Regions from separate parts of the Mus musculus genome. Here regions 1 and 3 are each linked to region 2. The links are chromatin contacts, called in public Hi-C and promoter capture Hi-C maps. All regions are on one chromosome and are shown on one strand. Each heading gives the region's core, a stretch centred on a gene start, on an enhancer-like site or on the middle of the called end of the contact. The rest is flanking DNA. Distances are from core to core; before and after follow the strand shown. Region 1 holds the start of Tecpr1 (tectonin beta-propeller repeat containing 1). Region 2 holds the start of Lnx2 (ligand of numb-protein X 2). Region 3 holds the start of Trrap (transformation/transcription domain-associated protein).

Evidence for each region. Promoter capture Hi-C pulls out the DNA fragments that hold promoters and counts their contacts. A called contact is a pair of places that touch in the nucleus more often than the background predicts.
Region 1: a contact with region 2 is called in a Hi-C map of B cells, with 6 read pairs. The contact joins the promoter of Tecpr1 here to the promoter of Lnx2 in region 2.
Region 3: a promoter capture Hi-C map of pre-B cells shows a contact between it and region 2, with 2.2 times the contacts expected there. The contact joins the promoter of Trrap here to the promoter of Lnx2 in region 2.

What each region holds. Positions count from the first base shown.
Region 1 is chr5:144,220,678-144,225,373 of GRCm38.p6, reverse strand. Tecpr1 (tectonin beta-propeller repeat containing 1) reads left to right here and starts at 1,759. Exons shown (of 25, transcript NM_027410.2): 1 at 1,759-1,879.
Region 2 is chr5:147,073,378-147,078,216 of GRCm38.p6, reverse strand. Lnx2 (ligand of numb-protein X 2) reads left to right here and starts at 1,645. Exons shown (of 10, transcript NM_080795.4): 1 at 1,645-1,799. Polr1d (polymerase (RNA) I polypeptide D) reads right to left here and starts at 871. Exons shown (of 3, transcript NM_181730.4): 1 at 524-871. The coding sequence starts at 549.
Region 3 is chr5:144,766,283-144,771,110 of GRCm38.p6, reverse strand. It overlaps Trrap (transformation/transcription domain-associated protein), which reads right to left and starts at 2,317. Exons shown (of 71, transcript NM_001081362.2): 1 at 2,264-2,317; 2 at 1-22.

The DNA.
Region 1 (4,696 bases), core at 510-3,009, 2.9 Mb after region 2:
TGTCAATTCTGGGAGAGGCTGGTGAGCCCTGTATTTTTTCTAAACCATTTCTGGAACTCTTCATTAGGCAATGCACAGTGATGGCCAAGTGACCCAAACCTGATTAGACAGAAAAGCTAAGAAGGGAGAAGAGCTAGGTGACAGAACACGGGCAAGGCCCCGCTTCGATCCCCAGCACTGCAAGCAAAGACCAAACAGCATGCTCGTACCACACACCTTCCTTCACCCCAGATATAGCAAAACATCAAGTGTCATGATACAGCCTAGAATCTCGGCACTCAGGAGGCTGAGGAAGGAAGGTTGCAAGTTCAAGGCTAACCTGAGCTACATCGTGAATTCCATCCCAGCTTGAGTAATTCAGTGAGACCCTGTGTCAAACCAACCAACCAACCAGGCAAGTCAGCAAGATGGCTCAGAGGGTAAAGACACTCACCTGAAAACCTGAACTCAATTGAATATGGATTCTCGCTTCACAATAGAACTAGACAACCAATTCCAATAAGTTGTCCTCTGACCAAAGACAGAGAGACAGACACACATACACTAAATAAATGTTGTAAGGAGAGAAAAAAAAAAGACCCCCTAAAACTAACGAGGGGCTGGAGAGATGGCTCAGACATTAAGAACACCTGCTCTGCAGTGAGGACCAGAATCAGATCCAGCGTCCTCTTAACACACCAGGTGTCCCTGCAAATGACTTAACCTTAACCCCAAGGTGAGCAGAAACCAGGGGGTGTCAGGGGGTTGCTGGATTCCAGCCTAATGAAGACAGTAGGCAACCTTGCCTCAGAACAGGCAGAATAGCAGCAGAGAGCACCCGGTGGATGCCCTCTTCAGGCCTGTGTGGGTTATATACAGGTACACACACCCCTACACACAACACATACATCTGCTTATACTCTCACACATAAACAAATCAAAATCTAAAACACACTAATTAAAAAAAATAATACAGAATTTACCGGTGAGGTGGCTCAGTAGGTAAAGGCTGAGAAGCCTGAAGTACTGAGTTCGAACCCTGGGACCCACACGGTGGTAGGAAAAAAACCAACTTTAGAAAGCTGTCCTCTGATCTCTGCACCTAGCGCATTGCGCACGTGCACACAGGAACACACATACAAATAAATATTTTTTTAAAAACTAAAAAGTTAATAAGAGGCTAGAGAGATGGCTCAGCAGTTAAGAGCACTAACCCGGGGACCCGGTGTCAATACCCAGCATCCACATGGGAGCTCACAACTGTGACTCCAGTACCAGGGGATCTGACAACGTCACACGGACATGAATGCAGGCAAAAGAAGGCAAACTGCACAAGGCACATAAGAATAAATAAATCTTTAAACAAGAAATGAAGAATTAGAAATGACGACTATCCTTTCTTATGAAGGCTGGAAAACAGACTCCTGTGTCAACTAAAGAAATCCAACCCTGAAAAAACCTGACTCCGCTTCGGGAGCGGTGCAGGCCGGTGTAGACGAGAAGTGCTTCAGGCAAGAAGGAGGGACGTGCCGGAGAAGGTTGGAGCGCAGGAAGCAGGCATGTGAGGACGCGCTGGGACCCGCGGAGTCCTGAGAGGGGACGTAGCAACCCGCTCCTTTCCTCCCGACTAGCACAGAGCGCCGCTGGCTAGCGGGACCCGGCGCGACCTCGAGAGTGCGCACGCGCGCCACCCCGAGCCGGAGAAATTGCGGCTGAGCGCAGCAGCCAATCGTGAGCTTCCAGGCAGTTGCGTCACTCCGAATCTGGCCGATCAACGCTGAGTTGATTATTGCTTCCGGCCCGCCCTCTAGCCTGAGGCCGGGGGAGGGCCGGACTGTAGCTAAAACCGAGGAGTACAGAAGCCTCCGCTGGGAACCCGCCCCACCGGGCGTGGGCACAGGTAAGTGCGGCGCGATGTCCCCGTAACATCGGTGACAAGGGCCGTGGAGACTCCGATCGATGTTATTTGGGTGGCACAGAGCAGAGGTGCTCCCAGTTTTCCGATCCCTCTCCTCCATTGGCTGCGTTAACTGGGACGATCGAGGGAGGGAGAGGGGACTGTACTTGTGTTCTCTGCTGCACACCTACAGGGCACCACCCCTACCCCTGCTTTGGAACCCCTAAATGTCTGCTCGTGAACCCGCTTCATAGCATGACCCCCATTGCAGCCTTTGCAGCCTTAGGACTGCAGAGATTTGAAGACGCCGATCGCCGAGCCTGCATGATTTTAGAGAAATGGAACATCCAGGAGCCTGTCTGTAGCCTTTCTTCTCCCTTGACGTTGGGAGCAAATCTGCTTGCTTTAGGATTAGTGTAGGCAGATGGTCACAGCCCTACAGCTCCGACATATGCTCCTGGTGACAGTGCAGGGGACCCACCTGTCGCCCAAGTGCAGGAACTGGGATCAAAGCCAGGTCGCTTCCTGCCGGCTGGGGCTGGGCCCGACTCTATTTACTCTCCAGGAAGGGCCCCCACTCCCATACAAGCTCTGATATTTCCTGTCTTCTTTTTTAACCCTAACATCACCTTGGAGTGGTCCCTGCGCTTGGCAGCCAGGAAACAACTTTAATAGCCAGTGCACATCAGACAGGAGTGAGGGTGTAATAGAAAAACCAGAAGAAGTCTTGCAGCCTGAAGACAGATTCCGCAGAAGTAAACGTTTTGTGGCTTCTGTGTGCTGTGTTGTGGCCTCAAGAGCATCTACTGCCCACTGCTTGCTCTGCTTTTTGTTTGTTTGTTTGTTTGTTTGTTTGTTTTTATGTATATGAGTACACTGTAGCTGTACAGATGGTTGTGAGCCACCATGTGGTTGCTGGGATTTTGAATTCAGGACCTTCGGAAGAGCAGTCAGTGCTCTTAACCACTGAGCCATTTCTCCAGCCCTGTTTTCTTGTTGTTGCTGTTGTTTTTGTTTTTAATTTCTTTGTGTGTGCAGATGCACAAGCGGCTGTGGAAGTCAGAGGTCAACCTGCACCATCCACTTTGTTTTTTTAAAGCTGGGATTTCTCACTAGCCCGGGGCCCACTAATTAGGCTAGGCTAACCAACCAGGAAACCCCAGGGATCCATCCACCTCTTCAGCTCTAGGGTTATAAGCAAGTGCCATTGTGGCTCACTTACAAGTATTTTTACAGTTTAGTGTGTGTGTTTTGCGTGTGTGCGCACACGCATGCGTGCGTGGCTCATGGGTGGAGATAAGAAGACAGCTTGCTGGAATGTGTGCTCTCCTTCCATCAGGTGGATCCCAGGGACCGAACTTAGGTTGATCAGCTCCGCAGCCACTATCTTCACCCGATCAGCCATGTAGCTGACCATGCCCCCATACTCACTTAAAAAGAAAAACAACAACAAAAAACATGGGTTAAACTTGGGTCCTCCTTCTTACAATGCAAGCACTTTACCAACTGAGCCATCTTCCCATACCTCTTTGTGGGTTTTTGTTTTTGTTTTGAGAGAAGGGCTGACTACGTAGGCCAGTCTGGCCTGGACTTGGAGCAACCCTGCTTTGACCTTACAGGTGCTGAGATTACAGGCACAGGCCCCTACATCAGGCTATTTTTTGGTCTCTGAAAGGATCTGTGAATAAACTGACCCAGAACAGCAGGTGGCTTTTGTGGTGGTGAGCCTTTTGAACCCAATGACGGAAGGGCCACGTTACATTTGTTTTCAGAGGTTCATGGTAAAGCAGAGATTGCTTCTATGGGATATGTTCTCTCTCTCTCCCTTCGCTTCTGCGAAACAAAGATATCTCAGATTCCCTGAATCACAAGATCCACACACCCAATTTCAAGAGTCCTGTGACCCAGTAACCCAAGTCAGGTTGCATGGTGATCTCACAGGAAGTGGTGTGTGACATCCTGTGGAGGCAGAAAGGAGCTGTGGTTAAATGCCAAGATGTTTACCCTGGGTGGCCTTTAGGTCACATGTGCCTGATGCCCGAGTCCCCACTTGGAAGGGAGTTTATAAACACACCCCATAAACCCCCCTTTCTCTCTAGCGTTCCTTCCACTAACTGCCCAGAAGGCTCAATTATGTCTGAAAGAAAATTACTGCTTAGTCATTTATTGGAAGGAAAGTGTTTCAAATCCATCTTTACCTCTTGAGCTCAACCTTCAGGCACAGCTTGACTTAATTGATTGTTTTTACCTTGAACTGTGTCTTGGCTTTGGAAGAGACATTGCGATGGAATCTTACTATGTAGCCTCCACTGGCCTTCAATCCCTCCTATTTTTGCACCGGTCATGCTGGAACTACAGGCGCGTGATGAATGAAAATAAGAAATAGAAGGAAAAAATCTGACCTGTCCTAGGTATGGTGGAGGAGGTTTATTATGGGTATGTGAGAGAACATAGCTAGAGACATCTGGGAGACTCCAGAGTGGACAAGACCCTGAGCCATGAGGGGAAAGGAGAGAGGAAATGGGAACTGGGTTTAGCAGCCAGGAGGGCCCAAAGTTACAAAGAGGGCAGGCGGGCAAGCAAAATGGTTGGACTATATAGGAAAGTTTAGGGTAGAGGGTGGGATATGCCAGCCAGGAGGGTCTTGTAATACGGAGGGACTGAGGCATGCTGGGAGAACCTGGCAGCCAGTGTTGCTTTGATATCTTAAATAGGCACCTCAGCCATTTGTTTCAGGTTTAAAGCCTGATGTTGTTTGTTTGTTTGTTTGTTTGTTTTTTCAAGACGGGGTTTCTTTGTGTAGCCCTGGCTGTCCTAGAA
Region 2 (4,839 bases), core at 396-2,895:
AGCATAAAAATGGCAACCACAAGTTATCAGGGTGGCAGGCTCAGTTACGGCTCCCATTTGAAAGAGGTAAGGAAACTACTAAGTTAAAGGAAGTGAAAAGTTTAATAGGAGGGAGAATTTGGTGGACAGAGAGAATTTACGAGCAGTCTGCACAGAGCGGAGTTGCAGTAACTTTAGCCAACTTAAACACGCCAGGCCCGCCACTCGGGACGGCTGGCCCGGTGCGTGACCTTACAACGAGGCAGTTCTAATGGGGGTGGTGGCAGTTTGGGACTTACAGCATGATTCCCAACTTCTCTCCCCTCCCGGATGGCTAGCATCCCTCTGGGCTTTTCTGTTACAAATAAACCCACGGCTCCTCCCTCTTCCCAACCCGGCCCGCTCTACTCTCTCTCCTTCCTTCCCCAGCGCCTGGGGTCAGGCCTAGCCGCCACGCCGGGCCGCAGTCGGCCGCGTGCCCCTTCGCCACCCGCTTCGCTGGCCCGACCCGCCGCCCCACTCCACTCTTCCCCTCCACCCTTACCTCTCCAGCTCCTGATCGTCTTCCATCGCGGGAGGTGGGGGTGGCGGCTCCAGGAAATCCTCAGGTGGCGCTGGCGAAATGGAAGCTCTTCCCCATGTCGCGAAAGGTGCGGGACAAGGCAGGAAGGAAGAAACCACCGACGGAAGAAGCGGATGACGGAAGGAGGGGGGCGGAGCCGCAGCGGCGCGGCAGGGCCCTCTGTGGGCGGGGCTAAACCGGGTCCCGCCCCCGACCACGCCCAGGCGCGGGCAGGACGGTTCACCTGGAACTGCGGAAGCTAAGCCAGCTGCCGGGCACAGCCAGCCGGTCCCCAAGTGCCACTGAAGAGCATAGGCTCTCACCTGTCGCCCCGAGACACCTGCTATTTAAAAAGAGTCAGAGTCGGATCTCTGGCCTGCTAGGCTCTCCAGGAACCCGACTGCCCCAGGGCTGGCTATTCCCAGGACTTGAGTCCTCAGGGGCCTTTCATGGGGCACCTTGAAAAAGCAGAGAGACTGTTGTGCAGAGATGACTCTCCTGACGATACTGTGGGTTTTAAAAATTTTTCTCCCTGGGGTGCAAATGTACATCTCCACTAGGTGCAAGGGCTGCGATGGTCTTTCTTTTGCGAGAGAAGTGAGAGTTTGGAGCACCGCCCTCCTTCCTCGGGAGCTCACGCTGTGGGACTGGCAGCTCCTTTTCCCTTTGATCCCAAGGAACCGCCCTTCTTCTCAGGTGCATCCTCCCAGCTCCCACCTGACCCTGGCCAGGCTGGGTCCCCGCCCCACCCAGCTGTCCCCTCGCCCTGCACACCTACACGTCAGCCGCCCCCCGCCACCTGTTCTCCCTCAGCCTGGTCCCGCAGCCCTCCCCTCCCTTCAGCTGTCCCACGCCCGGCGCGGCGCTCCAGGGGTGCACGCAGACACTTCCCGAGCGTTTTCTCTGTGTGTCTGAGAGGGAGAATCCGGCCGGGAGCGATGGCGGAGGGCGGAACGCGCTCACTCTAACACGGGGGTGATGAGCAGGGCCGACTCGGCCCCTCGAACTCCTTGATTGGTCGAGAGGCTCCGAGCCCGCTCTTAGTCCCGCCTTTGTCCGCCGTTGATTGGCTCAGGTGCGTGTCGGGTTGGGCCTCTGCGCTCGCCCCCTAGGGGAAAGGCAGCAGGGGCGGTTGAGAAGTAAAGTCTTGGCCGGACTTTGCTTCTCGCCAGGAAATCGGCGGCGGCGAGTCCCAGCGGAGCGGAGCCGGGCGGCGTCCTCGTCAGCGCTCCCGCGGGGAGCCCGCCGCTTTCCCTCAGTGAGTTACTTCGCCTCAGGTGCGGGCGGTGACGGGGTGTGGCGTCAGGGTAGGGGGGACCATCTGGGGGACCGCTGGGGGCCGCGTGCTGTCTGGCCCGGCCCGGTGCGGGTGCGGGTTCCAGGAACCCCGATGCAGGTCTGCGCGCCTCTCGCTTTTCAAGACATGGAGGTTTGGGAACGAGTTCTTGCACTTTGCGTCTGCACGTTGTCTGGAGCCAGAGTGGCGCTAGCTAGTTGCCCTCTGGTTTTGTTTCCTGGAAGGGATGAGCAGAGAGGCACCCTCCTCCTTGCCCCAGCCTGTTGCGGGGGAATTCTCACCTTTCTCTTCAGATTTGACATGTTTGGGAGCGTGGGGGGTATAATTTCCAAAATATGAGTCCCGATTTGGAAGCATTTGCGCACAAAGCACCTCTTGGGAAAGACATCGCTGGCTTTTCAAAGCTTTCTGCCACGTTTCACGCAAGGACTTTTTAATGGAGTGTTCTAGTATTTCCGTTTGCATTTAAGAGTGTGTGTTTGCCAGGAGCCTTAAGGACGCTTCCGCGTGGCTTTATCGAATCAATTTTTCTTCTTCTCACTCTGTAGCCTTGGCTAGCCTGGAACTCACGGAGATCCGCCTCTTTCTTGAGTGCTGTAGGGTTAGAAAGGCGTGTGCCCCACACCCCGCCAATTTTTCTTTGGGGAAAAAAAAAAAAAAGCCCAGAAACCAATGGCAAGGGTAGTTGGAGGCAACCGTGAGCTCCAGTTTATCCAAACTGCCTTCACTTTAAGAATGTCACATTCTTTTCAGTCACAGTACTTAGACATTGGCCTCCTTCCCAGGACACAATTTGCGTTTTCTCTAGCCTGTTCAGTGACATAGCACAGACGCAGGATCTCAGTAGGTCAGTCCTGTTTGCTTTGATAGGTTTGAAAACCCTCCCCCACCCACCCACCTTTGGAGAAAAGGACTTTGGCAGGTAAAGAAGGAAGATGGGGGAATCTAGTGTCCTATTTGGCCGGCAGATCATTGTTGAGCTAACAAGGTTTTGCCGTTTTAGCCTGTCCAAATTCCATGTGAGTTTTCCCAAAGGGGTCAAATGTAGGCCAAGTCAAAGCAGCTCTAGAGTCACATTGTTTTTAATTCAGTCCATCCACTAAGTCCAAGGTTTGTTCCTCTAAGCTTCAAGTTTGAGCCTTTTCGTTGTATAAACATTTAGCTACTCCGTGTCTACTCCGCTTTCCAGACTTTGGTGAAAGGGAATTTCTTGCCCAGAGTTGTCAGTGTCTGTATACTTCTTAGTCCATTACCTGAAAGGAAATTGAACAAAGTGATGTGGGAACTTAAAATCATTTCTGCCTAGAATGTGCCAGAGAAATCCTAGGCAGTCTTCAAATTGGCACGGGCTTTCTCTGGGAGCATCCTAAATGCTTATAGCCATAAAGTGCGACATCATCTGCTGTGCATATGGTTGGTCTGAAGGACTTGATGTTTGGGGCTAAAGCAATGGGGGTTGGGGGCTGGTTTGTTGTTTATCTTAGGGGTTCATGGTACATTGTACAAGTGGACCCTTAGATATCTGTTGAAATAATAAAAAGAAAGGATTTTGTGTAATTCCTCAAGACGTTTGGACACTTCATCTGGTCAGTGAGAGTGAGGTGTTCATTTCAAGCAGGAAGATGCTGTGGTAAGATTTGCATTCCATAAAGATAACTGCAGCAGGCTGGAGGACAGTGGGGGCCAGGCAGTAGGTGAGACTACTACATAGTCTCCGTGCATATAATATGTGTTTGCAAAGGGTTTATTACCCTCTCTTTGTTCTTTAGCGGTTTTTAGTCTGGTAGGATTTGGAAACCCGAAAAAATAAAAACAGTTTTGGCCCTGGCTCAGTAAAACCTCAGCCAGAGCTTGTCACCACCAGTCTGAAGAAAGCTGGTGTGGCATTCAGGAGGGGTGGACTCATAGGTGAGTGACTAGGTAGGAGTAGTGAAAGATGATCCCTGGTTTTGTTAGTTTGTTTGTCTGTTTTCTGTTTTTGTTTTAGAGACAGAGTTTTACTCTAACTGTCCTGGAACTCACTCTGGAGACCAGGCTGGCCTCAAACTCACAGAGATCCGCCTGCCTCTGCCTCCCAGAGCGCTGGGATTAAAGGCATGCACCACTATGCTCTGTGATTCCTGTTTTTTTGGGAGGTGAGGGGGCAGGGAGGGACTAGTTAAGCTGCTTATGGGGGCAAAAGAGGGGTCAGGTTCTTCCAGTTGCCTTTCAAATTACTATTCCATCTGGGTTTCAATTCCCTAACAGCCAGGAAATCGTCATGGTACTGTTTAGTAAGGTTTAAGGATCAAGTGAAATTACGAATGTCATACCCTTGACACAGTCTGAGGTGCATTCCAAGTGCTGAATAAATATTAGTTGTTCCTTCAGTGACAACAGTATTGGTGAGGTAGTGGGATGGCGGAGGCTTGAGAAGGAGCAGTTTAAACCACTTGGAAGTCCAGCTCAGGCCCAGTGAGCTGCCACGAGTGAGTGAGTGAGTGACATGTCAACCCAGCATGTTGGATAGACATCGCACGAGAAGCCTGGAAAGAAGAGAGAAAGCAAAGGCTTTTGCATAAAGTCTTTTTAGATGTGTGTGGTAAACTCTGTGAGATTTGGGGACAGGGGAAGGCGGGGTTTAAGAGCAGTGCTGGTGGGGTGTTCATGTGGAATGGTAGGTGCGTTTCGGAGCTGGGTGTGGAGACACACAACTGTAATCTCATTCATTCCAGAGACTATGACGAAAGAAGATTGCCATGAGTTTGAGGCCAGCCTGTGGGTGCATAGTGGAATCCTGTCTTTAAAAATTACAAAAACAGCCCTGGTGGTGGTGGTGGCAGGGCTTCAATCCCAGCTCTTGGGAGGCAGAGGCAGTCAGATCTCTGAGTTTGAGCCCATCCTGGTTTACAGAGTGAAAGCCATGACAGCCAGGGGTACACAGGAAACCCTGTCTAAACAAGCAAACAAACCCCCAAAATTAAAGAAATGAAATGACAAAACCACACCTTGGTGTGGCAAC
Region 3 (4,828 bases), core at 1,068-3,567, 2.3 Mb after region 2:
CAAGTCCATGAGTTTATCCAGCCTGTGAAGAGAGACATCCCGTCAGCAGCTGGCAGGGACATGGGGAGCTTGTAACCTGTGAAATATTTTACCTCAGTACTTTCTAAAATTACATTCATATTTTCATTGTGTTTGGGGGGGGGGGGAGGTTCCTGTGCCTTAATAGATGTATTGAGGTCAGAGGAATCACACAGAGGTCCAGGGACTCGAACTCAGGTCATCAGGGCTGGTGATTGGAACCGAAACCTGCTGAGCTGTTCCACTGCCCAAGCTCTAAAGGATTTGCGGAAATCACTGTTTTCTGTGGGTTGTTTTTGTTGTGGACAGTGTGTCCAAATGCACTGTTTCAACATCATTCTCTTCAACATGGAAGCTTTTCTTTCCCGTTACATAGCCTTCTTTCAACAAACCAGGAGATCGCAAACGTTTTGTACAACGAGCTGTGCAGAATGGAGGGAGAGCTGGGGCTATAGCTCAGTGGAGAGAGGGTTTGCCTAGCATGTTTATGAAGCCTTGACCTTGATTCCCAGCCCTGCATAAAGCGGAGTAATCCCACAACCTCTCCAGCACGGGAGAAGTACAGATGGGGGCCTGGGACACATAAGACACTATCTCCAAAGTGTCATGGAGGAGGTGGGGGGAGCCACACAGGAAATGTTTGAATCTTTGTAGTTGTGCAATGTCTACCCAGTTCCCCAGCACTCAGGAAGGAGTCACTAACACATAAATGAATGACAACAGCGGTGTTCAAAAAACAAAAAAACAAAACAAAAAGGAGGGCTTAAGGACACCTTTTGCATAATCTGAATTCATCATGAAATACTACTCTTCTTCAATACTCCCCCCATCCCACCCCAACCAGTTTAAGAAAATATAAAACCAGCTAAGCATGGGGGCAAATGGTTTTAATCCCAGCACGCAGGGGACAAGAGGCCAGCCTGTTGTACATAGTGAATTTTAGGCTAGTCAGGGTTACCTGAGACCTTGGGAAAATATACACACTACATCATGGTAGAGCCTTGTCCTGGGTTTTATCCCCCAGTATTGTATAAATAATAAACTATTCTCCTAAGCATTACCTCAAAGACTGTGGATCTTATCTACAGTCGAGGCACAAAACACAAAGCATGCTTTTTATCATTACATTTTCTTAACTGGGGTGGAAGAAGGTGTGTGCCACACAGCACATGAGGAAGTCAGGGGACCACTTGTGGGACGTCTGTTCCTTCCATCCACCGTGTGGGTCTCAGGGATTGAACTCGGGTCATCGGGCTTGGCAGCAAGCAACCTTTACCCACTGAACCAACTCACCGGCCCCAAAGCATACTTTAAAAGCACCACAGTGACTTGGAAAACAGGAACGTTGACTCCTGGCTCATAAGGTAAAGCGCTTGGAGCCAAACCTGGAGACCTATCTTGATATGTGACCACAGGGTGGAGGGGGAGAACTGAGTCCCACAGGCTGACCTCTTAGCTCCACATGCATGCCGAACACACATACACAAACAAGCAAATGCTTAAAAAATAAAAAGCTGAGTGTGCCAGTGCACGCCTTTAACCCCAGGACTCTGTGGATCTCTGTGAGTTCTAGACCAGCCAGGCCTACATAATACCAGAGACCCTGTTCCTAGGGAGAGAAGAGAAAAGCTAAGGATACTATCAGCCTTGCTACCGTGACTTGGCAAACTCTTGCTTTTCCTATCAGAGTTCCTCCTTCAAACACTGGAGGTCCCTCATACTCACCGACTATTAACTAGACTCAGGGTCAAGGCATTCTTAAGAACAAAACAGAAGCCCTAATCCTGGCCAAACTTTTTATCTAGCTTTTCTGCTGTGGAGGCGGTGTTGTGTAGCTCGGGTAGGAGGAGCAGGCTGATGTAGATGTACGGTTGGCCTTGATTGTTGAGCTTCCAGCCCCGACCCCTGACAGGCCTGTGTACCATCACCCCAGGGCTAGGAGGTTCTGGGGAATCGAACCCAGGGTTTGGTGTGCTAGGGGGACACTCTACCCTCTGAGCTATAGCCCAATCATCTGCGCAAACTTTTGCGACACTTAATCTCCTTTTTATAAGCCACTCAGTAAAAGTGCCACTTCCGAGCTCCCACCCGATCCTCCCAGGGACCAGGCCTAGCTTCTCCCTGGGCCAAGAACCTGAAAGCAGGGGGCTACCCTATCCGCCTGTGGATTCTGGAAGGAGGTTCTGAGCTTTTCGAGAGGATATGGATTCAGGCCTGGATGCCCTCGAGCCCACGGAGTCCCCACCCAGGTAAGGAAAAGGCAAACGGCCCCACAGCCCGCCGTCCTCCATCGGGTCCGCCCCGCCCACGACGCCCGGCTGGCTGGACAACGCGCCTCCGGGCCGCCAGGGGGCGCCGTAGCCGCCGCTACCTTCACTCTCAGCGTCTGGCCCAGAGAGCCAGGAGCCTGCGTGGAGGCCCGCAGATGCCAGGATGGCTTTGGTGGGGTGCCGCAGCCCCCTCGACTCCTCACTCAATCCCTTCGCGTCGCAAACGGCCTTCGGGTTCCCTCCTTTTGTCGCCGATCCTTCCCGGGACTCTCAGCGACTGCCCCCCAGCAGGCCGCTGAGCTACGGCAAGCGCCGAGGGCCAACCTCCGCGGCCGCTAGCGCTGCGCGTCCCTCCATCCGCTCCAGCGCAGCCCGGCGCCGCGGAGGACTAAATGCTGCAGTGTGGCTGATCTAGTTTAGGAGGGCTCCTGGGGGGCCGGAAGGACCTCGGTCAAGCAGGGACAGCCTTCTCCACTTCTCCGTGGAGCCGTCGTGCTGCACCGACTCTCTCCCACGCCTGAGACACGCACGCGCGTGCATCTCCCGGGACCGTTCACCCGCCCTCCCTTGCGCTTACCGGGACCTGCCGACTAGCCCCCAGCATCCGGGCCCGAGTCCCCAAGAACTCTCGCCGCCGACGCCGCTGCTGCTCCTCGCTCAGTCCCGCCCCGGCTTAAAGCCGCGGCGTCCGCCCACCAGAACTAAGCTCGGGCGCACCGCCCCCAAGTGGGTGCGGCCTGGGCGGGCAGCGGGGCAGGGAGGGGCGGTCTGCCGCCTTGGGTGGGCGTGCTGTCCTTTTAAATCATCGCCTGGGTGACCTATCTGCTGAGCACCTAGGCCGGTGGGGCTCTGGGCTGCTGCAGCTTCAAGATTCGTCATCGCCTCCACACCCAACCCCGTGTCCCTTTTCCTCGCAGGAACCAGACTGAAGGGTGATTGACACCCGAAATACCTCTCCAGTTGGTTCACTGTGTGTGTGTGTGTGTGTGTGTGTGTGTGTGTGTGTGTGTGTGTGTGTGTGTATGTGTGGCCTTCAGGGCTGGACTTCCTTCCCTGAGATTTTATTTTTCCTCTTCCAGCAATGCTGGGTGTTGAACTTAGGGCTTCACATCCACTAGGCCAGCTGTGTGTGTGTGTGTGTGTGTGTGTGTGTGTGTGTGTATGTGTGGCCTTCAGGGCTGGACTTCCTTCCCTGAGATTTTATTTTTCCTCTTCCAGCAATGCTGGGTGTTGAACTTAGGGCTTCACATCCACTAGGCCAGCGCTCTATTGCTGATCAGCCGCCTGAGAGTGAAGTAGTTCCTGCAAGACTTTAATCACAGCACTGGGGGGGGGGGGGGGGGGGGGGGCCGGGGGGGGGGAGGCAGGCGGATTTCTGAGTTCGAGACCAGCCTGGGATAGGGGCAGATAGACTGACATCCAGTTGGCTTAAAGGCAAACTCGGGTGTTATGCTGCTAGGTCACCCTGAGACAACTACATTTGTCCCGCTTGTAGCTGATGCCCTCCCTTCAAGACAAAATTGGAAGGTGACAGACCTCAAGCCAAGCCAGAGCGGTGAAGAAACGTGGTGGGGAGTAGGGGTATCCTGTGATACCCAGATGAGGACGAAGGTCTTTCTTTGAAAGGGACAACTCAGCCGGGTGTGGTGGCTCACGCCTTTAATCCCAGCACTCGGGAGGCAGAGGCAGGCGGATCTCTGAGTTCGAGGTCAACCTGGTCTACAGAGTGAGTTCCAGGATAGCCGGGGCTACACAGAGAAACCCTGTCTCGAAAAACCAAAAAAACAAAAAACAAACAAACAAACAAACAAAAAAAACCGAAAGGGACAACTCTATCAATTCTACACTACCGAGTAGGTTCTGTGACAACCACTAACAGTGAAGTGAGCTCGGTAACCATAGTTACCCGGTTTTGATGAACACTGTGTAAGCGATGGCCTAAACCCCACTACCTCCCGCCTCCTTGTATTTATATCCTGCAACTTCCTGTTCCTGATCTGAAAGCTTGAAGCACCAGGGTCTTAGTGTTCTGATCCTAAATTGATACATTTTCGCACTCGGCAATAAACAGATTTCACTGGCCCTGCAAAATAACCTTGGAGGGAAGACGGCAGAGAGAAAGCACGCTCCTGTATTGTTTATTGTTGCCACAGAAGAATTAGCAGTAGCTGAAACGCTGGGAATGTGGGAAATTGTTTCTAATGACATTTTCCCCCCTCTTTCCTGCAAGAAATAGTCTGTTTGCCAATAAAGCTTACGCTGGGCCATCACGACCTCCAAAAGTAGCAGGTCCGAAGTTTGAGAAAGACTTAAAACAGGGATCAAACCAGTACCCTGGGAGCTGTTTTTGTTTTGTTTGGAAGATTTAAAAAAAAAAAAAAAAAGGCAAGATAAATAAGACAGGTGAGATTGCTCAGTAGATTACTCTCTGGGTTGTAGTCCAGCGGGTAGAATGTCTAGCACACAGGAAGCCCTGGGTTTCCTTCTGCACGTGCTCTTAACTATAATCTCAATACTCGGTAGGCAAAGTGTTGCATGCA